Linked DNA regions of Mus musculus: region 2 is linked to region 1. Evidence: chromatin contacts called from public HiChIP or PLAC-seq data. All regions are on one chromosome and are shown on one strand. The core of a region is the stretch at or near the end of the contact, and the rest is flanking DNA. Distances in the headings are between cores, read along the strand shown. Region 1 overlaps Aff1 (AF4/FMR2 family, member 1). Region 2 overlaps Hsd17b11 (hydroxysteroid (17-beta) dehydrogenase 11).

The links. HiChIP or PLAC-seq counts read pairs in DNA pulled down with a chosen protein or histone mark.
Region 2: a FOXA1 HiChIP or PLAC-seq map of pancreatic cancer cells shows a contact between it and region 1. The contact joins two enhancer-like sites. A contact is called at or near these places in 1 of 115 datasets of contacts at active chromatin or transcription factors (pancreatic cancer cells) and 1 of 9 other capture datasets (adipose tissue).

The regions. Positions count from the first base shown.
Region 1 is chr5:103,771,315-103,776,940 of GRCm38.p6, forward strand. All of the region lies in intron 1 of Aff1 (AF4/FMR2 family, member 1), which reads left to right. Among named protein-coding and RNA genes, the nearest start is that of Aff1, 20 kb to the left of the region's middle. Within about 2 kb of position 3,562, at least 209 of the 459 cell types and tissues checked have an H3K27ac peak or open chromatin away from gene starts, as enhancers often do. A contact at or near this core is called in pancreatic cancer cells, where this site is marked.
Region 2 is chr5:103,999,382-104,005,839 of GRCm38.p6, forward strand. It overlaps Hsd17b11 (hydroxysteroid (17-beta) dehydrogenase 11), which reads right to left. Exons shown (of 7, transcript NM_053262.3): 5 at 3,791-3,928. Among named protein-coding and RNA genes, the nearest start is that of Hsd17b11, 19 kb to the right of the region's middle. Within about 2 kb of position 3,835, at least 41 of the 459 cell types and tissues checked have an H3K27ac peak or open chromatin away from gene starts, as enhancers often do. A contact at or near this core is called in pancreatic cancer cells, where this site is marked.

The DNA of each region.
Region 1 (5,626 bases), core at 2,312-4,811:
CACCTGTCCGCATGGTTCCTTCCCAGCACAGTTCTCTGTATGTGCAGTCACTTTAGGTCATTGCTTGTGGCTGGAGAAGATTGTAGGCCCTTGTTGCTGGGTTGCTGCTCTGGGATATAATTAGGGCGTCCTTGCAGACTGGGTGTTTGTAAGAAACTGTCATCCCCACAAATTATCAGGGCTTCTTTCAATCCCTGAGAAATGCGAGTTGGGGGTTGGGATGAGATAGGTACAAACAGTCCCGAGTGACTGATCACTCCTCACGGGGCTTGCTGCAGGGGTCACGGGGTCCCTTCCCTGCCTGAAGACTAATGCTCATCTTTCAAGACCCAGTTCAGATGTCTGCACACTGCACTAAGTTATTTGGGCTCCTCGGGACTTCTTCTGAGGTCCTTCCTCCTCATTCTGCAACATTGTAACTAACCTCCTGAACAGCACTTTTTCTCCTAGGACTACATCTCTTCCTTTGTGTGTCTCGGTAGGGTGTAGAATCTTATTTCCTTAGGTCTGGCACATAAAAAAGTCTGTATTTCCTGGAAATAAGTGGATTTTCTGTTGGTCTCCCTGAGGCTTAAGTGTTAAAAGCACAGGAAACTATAGACCAACTTATTTATGGGCTTGAATAAGTTTAAGTGATATGAATAATATTCAAGATGCCTTTGTATTGGAAGACAAGTATTTTATAGTTGCCTAAAATGAATTAGTTTTGCATCTTTGCTTTTTCTTAATTTATGACAGATCTGTGCGCTTCTGCTTTTTGAGGGAGGTGAGATGTGACTGTTAACACCCTCTCCAGGGTTTAGGCTCTTAAGAATCCTTAAGTGTGCCTCTTCTAGTTCTGAGCTTTCAGATAGTAGTTTCTCAGTGACAAAGGTAGGATGCTTTGTCGAGATTAATAAATACCCATTGTGCATATGCAAGTGAACAGCCCACTGCTTGTACTTGGGGAAGGATGATATATTCTGCATGTAAATGTTGATGTTTGGGCTAAAGTCCAGCCCAAGGAATCCCAGCAAGCTGTGTAAAGCTCACAGCACCACATAGCAGAGGTTAAATGAAGGGAGACTGCTCCAGGAAAACAGTAACTCACTGTTTAGCTTTAAGGAGATGCCAATTACAGCGGGTGGTGGGAGGTGATCGGGGTTAGGATGAAAATGAGAATATTTAGAAACATGTAATCGTTGCTGTGGCCATAGGAAGCACCAGTGCATGCTTCCAGCTTTCTCCTGGAAGAGTGTTGCTCTTCCTCCTACTTGGACTGAGAAGAAATAGACTGGCTCTGCTATTTACAACAGTGAACTTTCTGTGAGAACAAGTGTGGCGTGGGCAATTAGATTTCCAAAGGGGGAGGAGGTAAATACAGTCAGGATGCCCAGGGTCCTGTAAAATGTCTTTATGGACAATTAGTTCTCAAATTTAGATTTTTAAAGGGAGAGGTAAATACAGTCAGGATGCAGAGGAAAAGAAATGCCGAAGGTTCCTATAAAACATCTTTATGGACAATTAGTTCTTGTTTGTTTTCTGCTTTGTATAATATGCAAATAAGATGAGCGCCCTGTGCTTTGTCACTGTGTTTGCCCAGAGTCTGATTTAAAGCAAGGCAAAGCAAAGCAAAGCAAAACAAAACCAACAGCAACAAAGGAAAACTTAAAAGTTTCTCTTTTTAGTGTGTTTGTACCTACCCACAGCAGTCTGTTTAACTCTGAAAATTCAGTTGACCCTGGTCTCTGCTGGAAGAGCTTGTGTTGTTGAGGGGGACGGAGGACCCCAGTTTTCTGCCCCTGACTGAATTTTTTTGAGTACAATGGGAGCCCTGTCACTTTTTGTTGCTGCTGTTGCTGCTGCTGCTGCTCAGTCAGCAATGGAAAGCTGTTTTGGTGGGTCTCTGCAAGCTGATAATGATACTGTGTTCCTTCACGTTTTATCCTTGGGGACGCAGAGAAACAAATTGTAGCTCAACCGTTTCCATGCCACCCCATTGTTCCCCCACTGTTATCGATACACAGACCCTGCTTTTCCTTTCATTTTCCAAGAGCCAGTCTTTCCTGTTGCTTCCTGCTGCTGGGTAGCAAAGCCTCAGGGCTGAGCCTTTGTCCCAGCTGAGGCTGTGCTAGTAAGCTGGCTTCACTTCACACAGTCTCCTTATTGGACGAGATGCAATGGGTTTTCTGGAATGTGTGCTGGAAGTTCATTTTTTGGGAGGGACTCTTCCTTTGGATTGCCAATTCCTGTGTGTTCAGTGCTGATGTACAGGAGGGACTGCCTTCTGCTTGCTGTTAATGTTTGTAGTTATCTGGAACTAACTATCAAGTGATAGTTTTAAAAATACTTAGGCTTGGCAGTATCCCAGAGGCAATCAGAGCTCTGTGAGTTCAAGGCCAGCCTGGTGTATATAAGGAGTTCAAGGCCAGGATGGACTGTATCAAGTGACCGTGTCTCAAAAACAAAACAAAACAAAACCAAAAAATACCCCCGCTTAATGTTTAGCATGTTTAATTTTTCTTATGGACTATAGAGCTATTTTTAAAACAACAATAACACTAACTTGCTTCTGAATGATGTCTTGTGAGGAAAAATGTTCATCTGGTCACCCAGTCACTATCTAGTTCAGAGTTGAATGATTTTGAATCATTTGAATGAATTTGGGAATACATTTGTTTGTTTGTTTGTTTGTTTGTTTTCTTTTTTCCTGTTTGGTACTTGAATATCAGCCGATGCATTAAACAGTACAAGAATGGTTTACTACTGCCTGTTTTATCAAAATTATGTCGTGAAAGTGCATCTTTTCAAAATAGATGTGTTGTGTTCATGGAAGCGAACTCATTTTCAACCAAGCACAGAGCAGGTTTGTGGCAGTTTGCCCTCCCCGGTGTCTGGGTAGCCTAGGGAGTTAGAGCTGGATTGAGAATTACAGGATCCCCGAGTAGATAAGGTGACCGTGGATAAGTTATCTTTGGATAGTAACTGAAAGAGATGAAGCATGGTGCAGAGCTAGAGAGCCTCTTGTGAGGTGAGCCACATGCAGTTCTAGACCGTGAGATAGCAGTGAGAAAGAAGAGAGACAGCCCCAGGCCCAGGCCCAGGCCCAGTGTCCATTTAGCCCTAAACATAACATTCATCTGTCTTTCTATCAGTTTGCTGTCCGTCCATCCATCCATCTATCTATCCATCATGTATAGTGTGTAGGTCTACACATGCCACATGCCACAGCACCAAATGGAGGTCTGAGGAGAGGTCACAGGGATCTCTCCTCCAACCGACATGTGACTTCCCAGGGTCCTCATGTCTGACAAGTGTCCTTTTGTGCAGATCACTCTCTCTACCCCAGCATAACACATAAACATTATCCCCAGTCTGTTGATTTAAAAATAAGTATATATTTGCTATCATATCTTACCCAAACATCTTTTCCCCCTTCCCCTCTCTGTCCAGCACAGTTTTATGATGAATTCACGGTTGTGGTAAAGTAAGCTGCTAACTTCCTCCCAGTGTTCCCTGAGCACATGGAGTTAGTTACTCAGCGGCTCTCCTGGAGCCTCTGGGAAGGGATGATGTCAGCATCCTTGAGGCTTTGAGTCATTTCATGGGCAGAACGATCTGCTGGCAAGATCCATTTTAGGTATCAGACAGTGAATCACGGTTTGTCATCTTCCAGAGCGGCAGAATTCTACAGAATTCTTAGTGGCTGACGGGTGTCTGCATATAATCACTTCAGTCAGATCTGATGGGGTAAGTGGCACTTGGGTGAGCACAGTGCTAGGAATGGCTCCCTCAGGAGGGATCTGTGTCCTCCAAGAGCTTCTAGGATAAGAAGACAACCCTAGGCACGTCTAGAGTCTGTCTAGATTAGATAGCTGTCCACACAACGGGAATGTAGCCTGATAATGACAATGGAGAGAGCTTAGACTTGAGCTCTCCTGCCTCCTGGCTCTTGAGCACTGCTTGGAGAGGTGACGTGAGGATCCGGGAGACTGGGTGCTCAGATTCTCACAGGAGGTCATGTTTGCTGCCACCGCCCTCCCTCTGCAGCTGCAAACCCTGTAGGAGGCTTGGGCCTGGGTGGGTGGGTGTGGGGGTGATGAATAAGATCAGATTTAGGAGTTTAAAAGATCTGGGAGGCAGCTCTTCGGAGGTGGAGAGCCCAGGAGAGCAGCTGGTTGGCTCTACACCCCAGTGCCGAAGTACATACAGTACCTCACTTGCATATCGGGTTCAGCGTTCCAGCGTTATTAACTTGCTTCTCCAGAGATGAAAAGCGATGAACTAAATGCAGTAAGTGTTTAAAAATAATAGACCCAAAGGTCGCGTGCCTACATTCTTCTGTCTTAGCTGTGACCACAGGCCAGACTCTTTTTTCAGCTCATGACTGTAAGGAGGCCAAGTTTAGCCAGCCTCATTGTCTTCTAGGCCTGTGATACTGTGCCCTTCATGCGCAATTGAGTAGTGCGGAGAATGATATAGTCACGTGGCGCCAGGGTTCTGGTTGTTCCTGGGAAGCCAACGGTGCTGTCCACCCCTAAGTGAATGAACAATGTCATTTTGATGGAGAAAGGGAGTGTTAGGAGGGCAGGGGCAGATTTTCCTTCCTTCCTTTCTTCCTTCCTTCCTTCCTTCCTTCCTTCCTTCCTTCCTTCTTTTTGTTGTTATTGAGATAGGGTTTCACTGTGTGTCCCTTGCTGTCCTGGAACTCCTTAGACAAGGCTGGCCTCTGGAACTCAGAGATCCACCTGCCTCTGATGGAATCAAAGGCATGTGCCAAGACCGCTTAGTTCAAGATGGCAGGTTTTTAATCTTCAAGGGAGGGGGTGTTCTTTGTAATGTCTCTAAAGTTTGCAGCAGGTAGAGAAATATTATGGGGCAACCCATCACAGAGACAGAATTTTCTGTAACTTTTCAGTTCCATTAATCTGTTCACATTTCACATAACAATAAAAAGCATTTTATTAACCTCTAGCTACAGATTGCCAAGCCTGTGAGGCGAGAAGTTACCTCCTTTCACTGGTGTGGCTTCTGCAATTGTTCTTATTTGCATGGTAGTCTTCCTTGTGTGTGTGTGTGTGTGTGTGTGTGTGTCCACGCGCGCGTGTGCGTGATTTATTTATCTTCCTCTATGTGTATGGGTGCATGTCAGGTGCCTACAGAGGTCAGAAGAAGGCACTGAGTAGCTTCCTAGAACTGAAGTGTCAGATGTTGTGAACTGCCATGTAGGTGCTGGGAACTAAACCTTGGTCTTCTGCGTTGGGCATTCTCAATTGCTGAGCCATCTCTCTAGCCCTAATATACATACATACATACATATTACAAGTTATATGTTATATATTATATATTAATTATGTGTCTGGGTGTTTTGCCTGCATGTATCCCTGTGCACCTTGTGTGTGCCCAGTGTCAAGGGAAGCAAAGGTATTCCTTGGAACTAGAGTTACAGCCTGTTAATGCAGTGCTTTTAATTGCTTGGCCATTGCTCCAGCCCTGTTCTCTATCCCATCCCCCTTTATTGATATGTGTGGAAGGCTTTGTCTGCTGTGTATTGGAACACCTAGCCTTTCTTCTATCTGTGTCTCTCGTTTCTGCTGGGTAGTGCATCACCATAAGCCAGCTTAACAAAAAGGCGGGTGATTAGGCT
Region 2 (6,458 bases), core at 2,585-5,084, 230 kb after region 1:
GCTGGAGGATCAAAGCTGGCATGCAGGATCAGATCAGAGAATAAAGGCAAACAGAAAGAACCGGGGACTGATTTTGGTATTTAGCAGGTGAATATTTTGAAATAACCCTATTGCTATCCAAGCTTATTTAATAAAAATAATTCTTAGTTCTCAAGAACTTAATCAGGGGGCATGACAATATTTAATTCCCATAAATTCAGACTACAGTGAACTCTTGCCTTTATGGAAACCTGGCTTCTTTGCAGTGTGTTACATGTGTAAACACAAGTGATAGACGACATATGAGTGCCCTTAGGGGTGGATTTAAGCACCAACGGTCATCTGGGACACATTTCAAATTCGTCCACTTAGAAGCCGTTCCAGTTTCTTCAGAGAGAAATCTGGCTCTGGGTAACTGGGTCTGAGATTCCTTTCTGCTACTCATGGGGAATAACTGTAAGCCTCAGACGACTCACCTATCGGATAGCTAGACAGCATCTACCCCAGTGCTCCAGATGTAAGAAAAAGACTGTTTGGTGATCAGCTGGGGCACACACTGCTAGTCTCTAATTATTTCTCCTCGGGATACCTGTGCTCCAGCAGAGGGCGCTCTTGCCTTGTCCAGCCATGTCCTGGGGCAATAGCTTTAAAATGTAGTACCAGGTTTTAACAAATGAAAGATCACCTGTTTTTTATTTTATTTTATTTTTTAAAAACGAATGCCAATATGCTATTTCAGCATCTAAATCCTGAGACAGAGAGGAAGCAGCAAGGGGTATTTTGGTATGGCTGCTCCCCAACTCCAGCCTGACCTGTCGTTTCTTCAGGGTTAAGTTAGGGCTTCATAGTTCATACAGACAGAGTTAAGAACTGGCTTTCTGAACAGATTGTCTTGCCTTTTGTTGTGTGTTTCTTCTGTTGTTGTTGGAGACAGATCTTACTTTGTTGCCTATGCTGGTGTGAAATTTAGCCTCCAGAGTGCTGGGATCATGGGTGGTGCTAGAAAACCTAGGTTTAGTCTTACTTTTATTTTCTAACAAAATTGTAGCTTAACATAGATTCTTTTGGGGTGAGGTCTTGTGACACTAAGAACTTCTGCCCAGAAAAGTTACCAAGTAAAGACAGATGGTGGCTGAGGAATGGGACACAATCCTAGCTTGCTGTACATCCGACAGAAGACTAATATCTAGACGGTACAAAGAACTTAAAAAACTAAAATTTCAAGATACCAAGTCCATGCAATAAATGGGTTAAAGAAGAGATATTTCTGAAAAGATAGAAGTCAAATGGCCAATAAACATGAAAAAAATAATTGCTCAGTTTCAGCAGCCATCAGAGAGATGCACACCAGCTACACTGAGGTTCCCGCCTCCCCCAGTCGGATTGGCTGAGTTTCAAAAACAACTCAGAGCTCAGGTGAGGTCCTGTCAGTCATTCAGAATGCAAATTCAAGCTCCTCCTCTCCTCACACAGGCGCTGGTGAGAATGTACAGGAGAAGACAGACGCTTGGCATGGTGATCTACCATAAGACCCAGCTAGACTACTCCTAAGATGACACGTGGCAATGTTTATCACAGCTCTACTTACCGGAGCTAAGGGATAGAACCAACTTAGGCATCCAGCAACGTGTGTGTGTGTGTGTGTGTGTGTGTGTGTGTGTGTGTGTTAACGAAGGTATGGTATATGCACACTGAAATGTTCTCAGCCGTAAAGACCAAGTTGCAGTGTTTACAGGGAAATGTGAATTGAGCCAGTCTCAGAAAGACAAATGTGCTCTCACTCATCTGTGAGTCCCCAGGATGTAGATAGATGCATACAATTGTGTATGTGCATAAGGCACGATGAAAGTACAAGCAAGGGCCAGAGAGATGACTCAGGCAGTGAAGGGCTTGCTGTGCAGGTATGGTGATGTGAGTTCCATCCCTGGAACCCAGGAAAACTGTAAAAAGCCAGGAGAAGGGGAGAAGACAGAGACAGAGAGAGAGAGAGATAGACAGAGACAAACAGAGACACAAAGAGACAGATAGAGACAGAGACAGAGAGAGAGACAGAGACACAGAAAGACAGAGACACAGAGGTAGACAGAGACGACAGATAGAGACAGAGACAGACAGAGAGACACAGGAAATGTAAAGTGTCTGTTACAAATTCAAGTAGTAACAATGAATACATTATTCTTATGTATTTTTTAACATCCTGTAAAAATGTGTCAGCCGGGCAGTGGTGGCGCACACCTTTGATCCCAGCACTTGGGAGACAGAGGCAGGAGGATTTCTGAATTCGAGGACAGCCTGGTCTACAAAGTGAGTTCCAGGACAGCCAGGGCTACACAGAGAAACCCTGTCTCGAAAAACAAAACAAAACAAAACATGTGTCTATATTTATTAATAACATCACAAATTCCCTCTGTAAGGTAGACATCAGAGCTATGATTTTATTAGGAAACCTAGTTGATTTGACTCGATGCTATTGATTCTTATCAGCCATTTTCCTGTAAATATATACTTCAGGATTCTTAGCATCACACACAATTCTCTTAGTAACTAGAAGACAGGGAGGTTCTTTGATTTTCTGTGTTGGAATCCATTGACTGACAATGCAAGGTTTCCTTAGTAACTTCTAACCACACTGTAAATCACCATGATGAATTTTACATTTCTAGCTTTGTGGCAATCTGTTATTAGCGTAGACTGTAGAAGTGTACAAATTTTTGTAAAATGTTACTAGCTCACTATCACTTGCATATTGCTTTGTAAAAACTTAGTGGTTTCAAAATGATTAAAGAAACAAGACAGAGGTTCCTAGGTTAAAAAATTTTTTAAAAGAAAGAAAATATTATATATTATTTAATATAATACCATGAACAATGACTACACACCAATGGAAAAACTAAAGAGAAAAAATCTTATACTACTATCAGACTTCGATGGTTCATGGCTTAAGCGTGATCTTTTATCTCTACAATGGTTATACATTCTGTACACACTGTTTCAAATGTTACGTTTGGTCTTTTCCTGGCTGATATGGGTAGATTAAGTGTAGAAGGAGAGAGACCTAACACCTCACAGAACTTAATGGCCGTGGGGGAGCACTTGGGAAAACTTCATGCAGCCAATGGGACATGTAAAGGGGGTCTCAGGCACAGGAAGGGCTATTCGATATTTGCTTTAAAATTCTGAGGCTTCCTAGACAAGTAAGCAGATACCATGAGACTGACAAGCGCCCACAGCAGTTGTGTGAGCTAATGATTACTATGCATACAAAGACTCTCCACCTCGGGAGTTGGCGGTGTTTAAAAGGTAAACAGCAAGGAGCTGATACCCTCTGGTAAACTGTAAGCTGGTGCTGTCCTGCTGGAGGGGCACTGTGGCGGAACAGCCACACAGCATCACCGGAATCACCCCACGTGGCTTTTGACCAGGGATCCAGGCGCCCTCCTCCTCACCACTACCCTACCCCAACCAAGCAATGTAAATCATCGCTGGGGTTCAGGAGCCCAGATTTTGTCCCAAGCACTCCAGGAGACAAAAAATGTGTATGTGAGTCTGAAACTGCTGATCGGGGTTGAAGGAACAAAGGAAAGATTAACCAGTCGTTGTCGTTACCCTGTCATTCAGGTCTGCATTTACAGCTGTGACCTCCGGTCTTTCTCTCCTTGTTTCCCCACCTGTTTTCCCACAAGCATCAGGACCTGAAAGCATCAGGTATCAGGCGGTTCAGGGATTAATCTCTTTAGGAAGTCCACAGAGCGAAATCCCTGCAAGCACCTGTGCTCCCAGCTTACTCTGGTCTCACCCTGGGCCAGCTTACTTGGTGCTTGGGTTCTTGATGAAGCCGGTGTTTATGAAGTTGGGGCAGAGGCACGATGTTCGCACTCCTGTTCGTCCCAAGGCAGCCAGCTCATCAGTCAAGGCTCTGTGGAAGCCAACGGCAGCAAACTTGCTGGAGCTGAAAGGAAGGAGTTCACAAATGAATGCAAGAATAGTGGGGTGCTGCAGTTAGGTGAGCTCCTCCCACCAGCAGCGTGGGGGATGGGGGGAGCCCTGAATCACAGGCCTGGTGTAGCTTTGGCGGGCAGAGCTTCATTCCTAAGTACACGAAAACTTCAAGCACGCGGCACAGAACATTTCCTACGTGTTGAGTCCTTAACCAGGTGGATTTCTGTGCACTGAAGAGAAGACCTGAAACCTACGGAGTGTTTGCTTTGATTGTTGCTGTTTCCAGAAAATCCAGCGTCGCCGTAATCTGTTTATTAGTTATTCTAAAATGGTGGTGGAATGCAAGCGGAAGTTCTTCTGTACACATCCGTTCTTCTCTAAGTCACAGCTTAGTTCCTCAGAGTCCTATCTTACCCCCAACCCCACCTTCATTACACAATACTCTTAAGTTTTCTCGGATAGAATATTTCAGATTTGTAATGCATGCGTGTGCCTGTGGGTGTGTGGGTGTGTCAGTGTGTGGTGGGGGTGTAGTATGTATGTATTTGGGTAAAGATAAGATTTTAAGATTGGTGTTTTCCATTAATGCCTTCATTTTATTTTTGGAGACAGGGTCTCTCACTGAACCTGAAGCTTGCCCACTGGCTACGCTGCCTGGCCAGGAAGCCCCAGGGATAGTTCTTTCTCTGCCCTGAGATTGCTGGGTCATAGGCATATGTTGCTAGGTTTGGGGGGATTTGAACTCAGTCCCTATGTGTGGCCAGCCCAGCACTTTACTGACTGACTAACCCCCGAGCTCTTTGCTTACACTTTTATTATAATCTCTATGACTCTCCTGGGCACAAATGAGTTTCCAAGGCCTTGCCCAGGGCTTGCCTCTTAGCGGGCACTCAGTAAATATTTGTCATAAATGAATCACAGTGCAAAGCAATTCTTACAAAAGCCTCTTCACTTGGAAGTATTCTGAAACTACTCTAGATGAACTTTTATTTTTCTAGGTAGCTAAATTTAAAAAGAGCTTTATTGAAATATTAAGTCATATTAACTCAGTTCACCTTCTGAAGGTATATAATTCAGTCATTTGCTGGTATTTTACATTACTAACTAAAAAAAAGTCATAAGATACATGTAACATAAAATCTGTCACTCGAGTGTATAGTCTGGTGATATTAATTACCAGATAGTTTTATGTTTCTAAATCTTTATGAATTAGAAATTAGATAAAGTGTCTATACATTCTTGCCAATCTCATTGTACTCTAAAAAACATAAAATTGTGGAAAGTATTCTTTTCTATATATAGATATGTTTGTTTGAGATGGGGTTTCTCTGTGTAGCCCTGGCTGTCTGGAATTCACTCTGTAGACCAGAGATCTTCCTGCTTCTGCCTCCAGAGTGCCAGAATTAAAGGTGTGTGCCCCGCCCGGCTCTTTTTCATTTTTTTAAGCTTAGAAATACATTGAAGCTGTAAATGAAATATTATTGGTTTCAATAATAGCATGGAAAGTTTCTGTACACTGACAAACATCAGAAACTAAAGTGATGGCATCTAAAATCATTGGCGTAGGACAGAACCTGCTCACGGTTAATCAGATGGTTCATTTTTATTTAAGCCTCCCAACGATTCTAAGATGTAGGTTATTATGAGTGTTGTTTACTGAAACAGGAATTGAGGTTCGAAAAGCAAAGTAAAGTTTGGTAGACTAAAGGAAAGTAGAAGAAAGCCCACAAGATAAATGCCAACAGAGACAGACATAAAAACATGCTCACTTGTTAACACACATAGTAGCATTTTCCTCTAATATGTAATGGTCAAATAACATGAAAATTGGTATTTTCTCAGTTTGTCTTTCAACATACAGGCAGATTTCATCATATATAACTGAGCATAGCAACCTTTAAAGTCTGGATCTGAACTTTTTTAAAAAGTGAGATAAAACAAAACTAAAAACTAACTACGGCTTCCTGTTTTCCAGAGCCCGGGTTACACTGTTCATTTCTGGAAGACAGTTTGACAAGAGCATGAAGTTCGTTAAAGTGGAGTCAAATTCACCATGCCCTACTCTGTGATTGAGAGTCATGTGCAAATGTTTGCACCAAGAAACTGTCAACTGGGCTTCCAGATATTAATGTTGGGGGAAATCTCATGAAAGTAAATAGTGGAGAACATTTAAAATGGCTGTGACGGGCAGCATTAGATCTCCCTGTTCTGGTCACACCACAGTCACCAAGCTGCCAAATCCAGTGATTAGATCCAAGTTGGTTGAGATCCCAGAGCCTAGAACTTGCTTGTGTGAAGGCGCTTTGGGGGAAATGATGGTCTTGCTGAACTTGAGGTTTAAAGAGGTGAGTTGACCTGCTGGAGGCTAATCCTTACCAAGGGAGGGAAGAAGCCAGCCAAAGACTCGCCCTGAGCCCTACCTGGGTCTGGAGGTTTGTATTCCTAATAACTGAGGGAATCATGCAAAAGTCTCAATAATTGAGTAGTGACATACATAGTCTCATGTCACAGGAACTGAAAATGATGCTGGCATATATTAT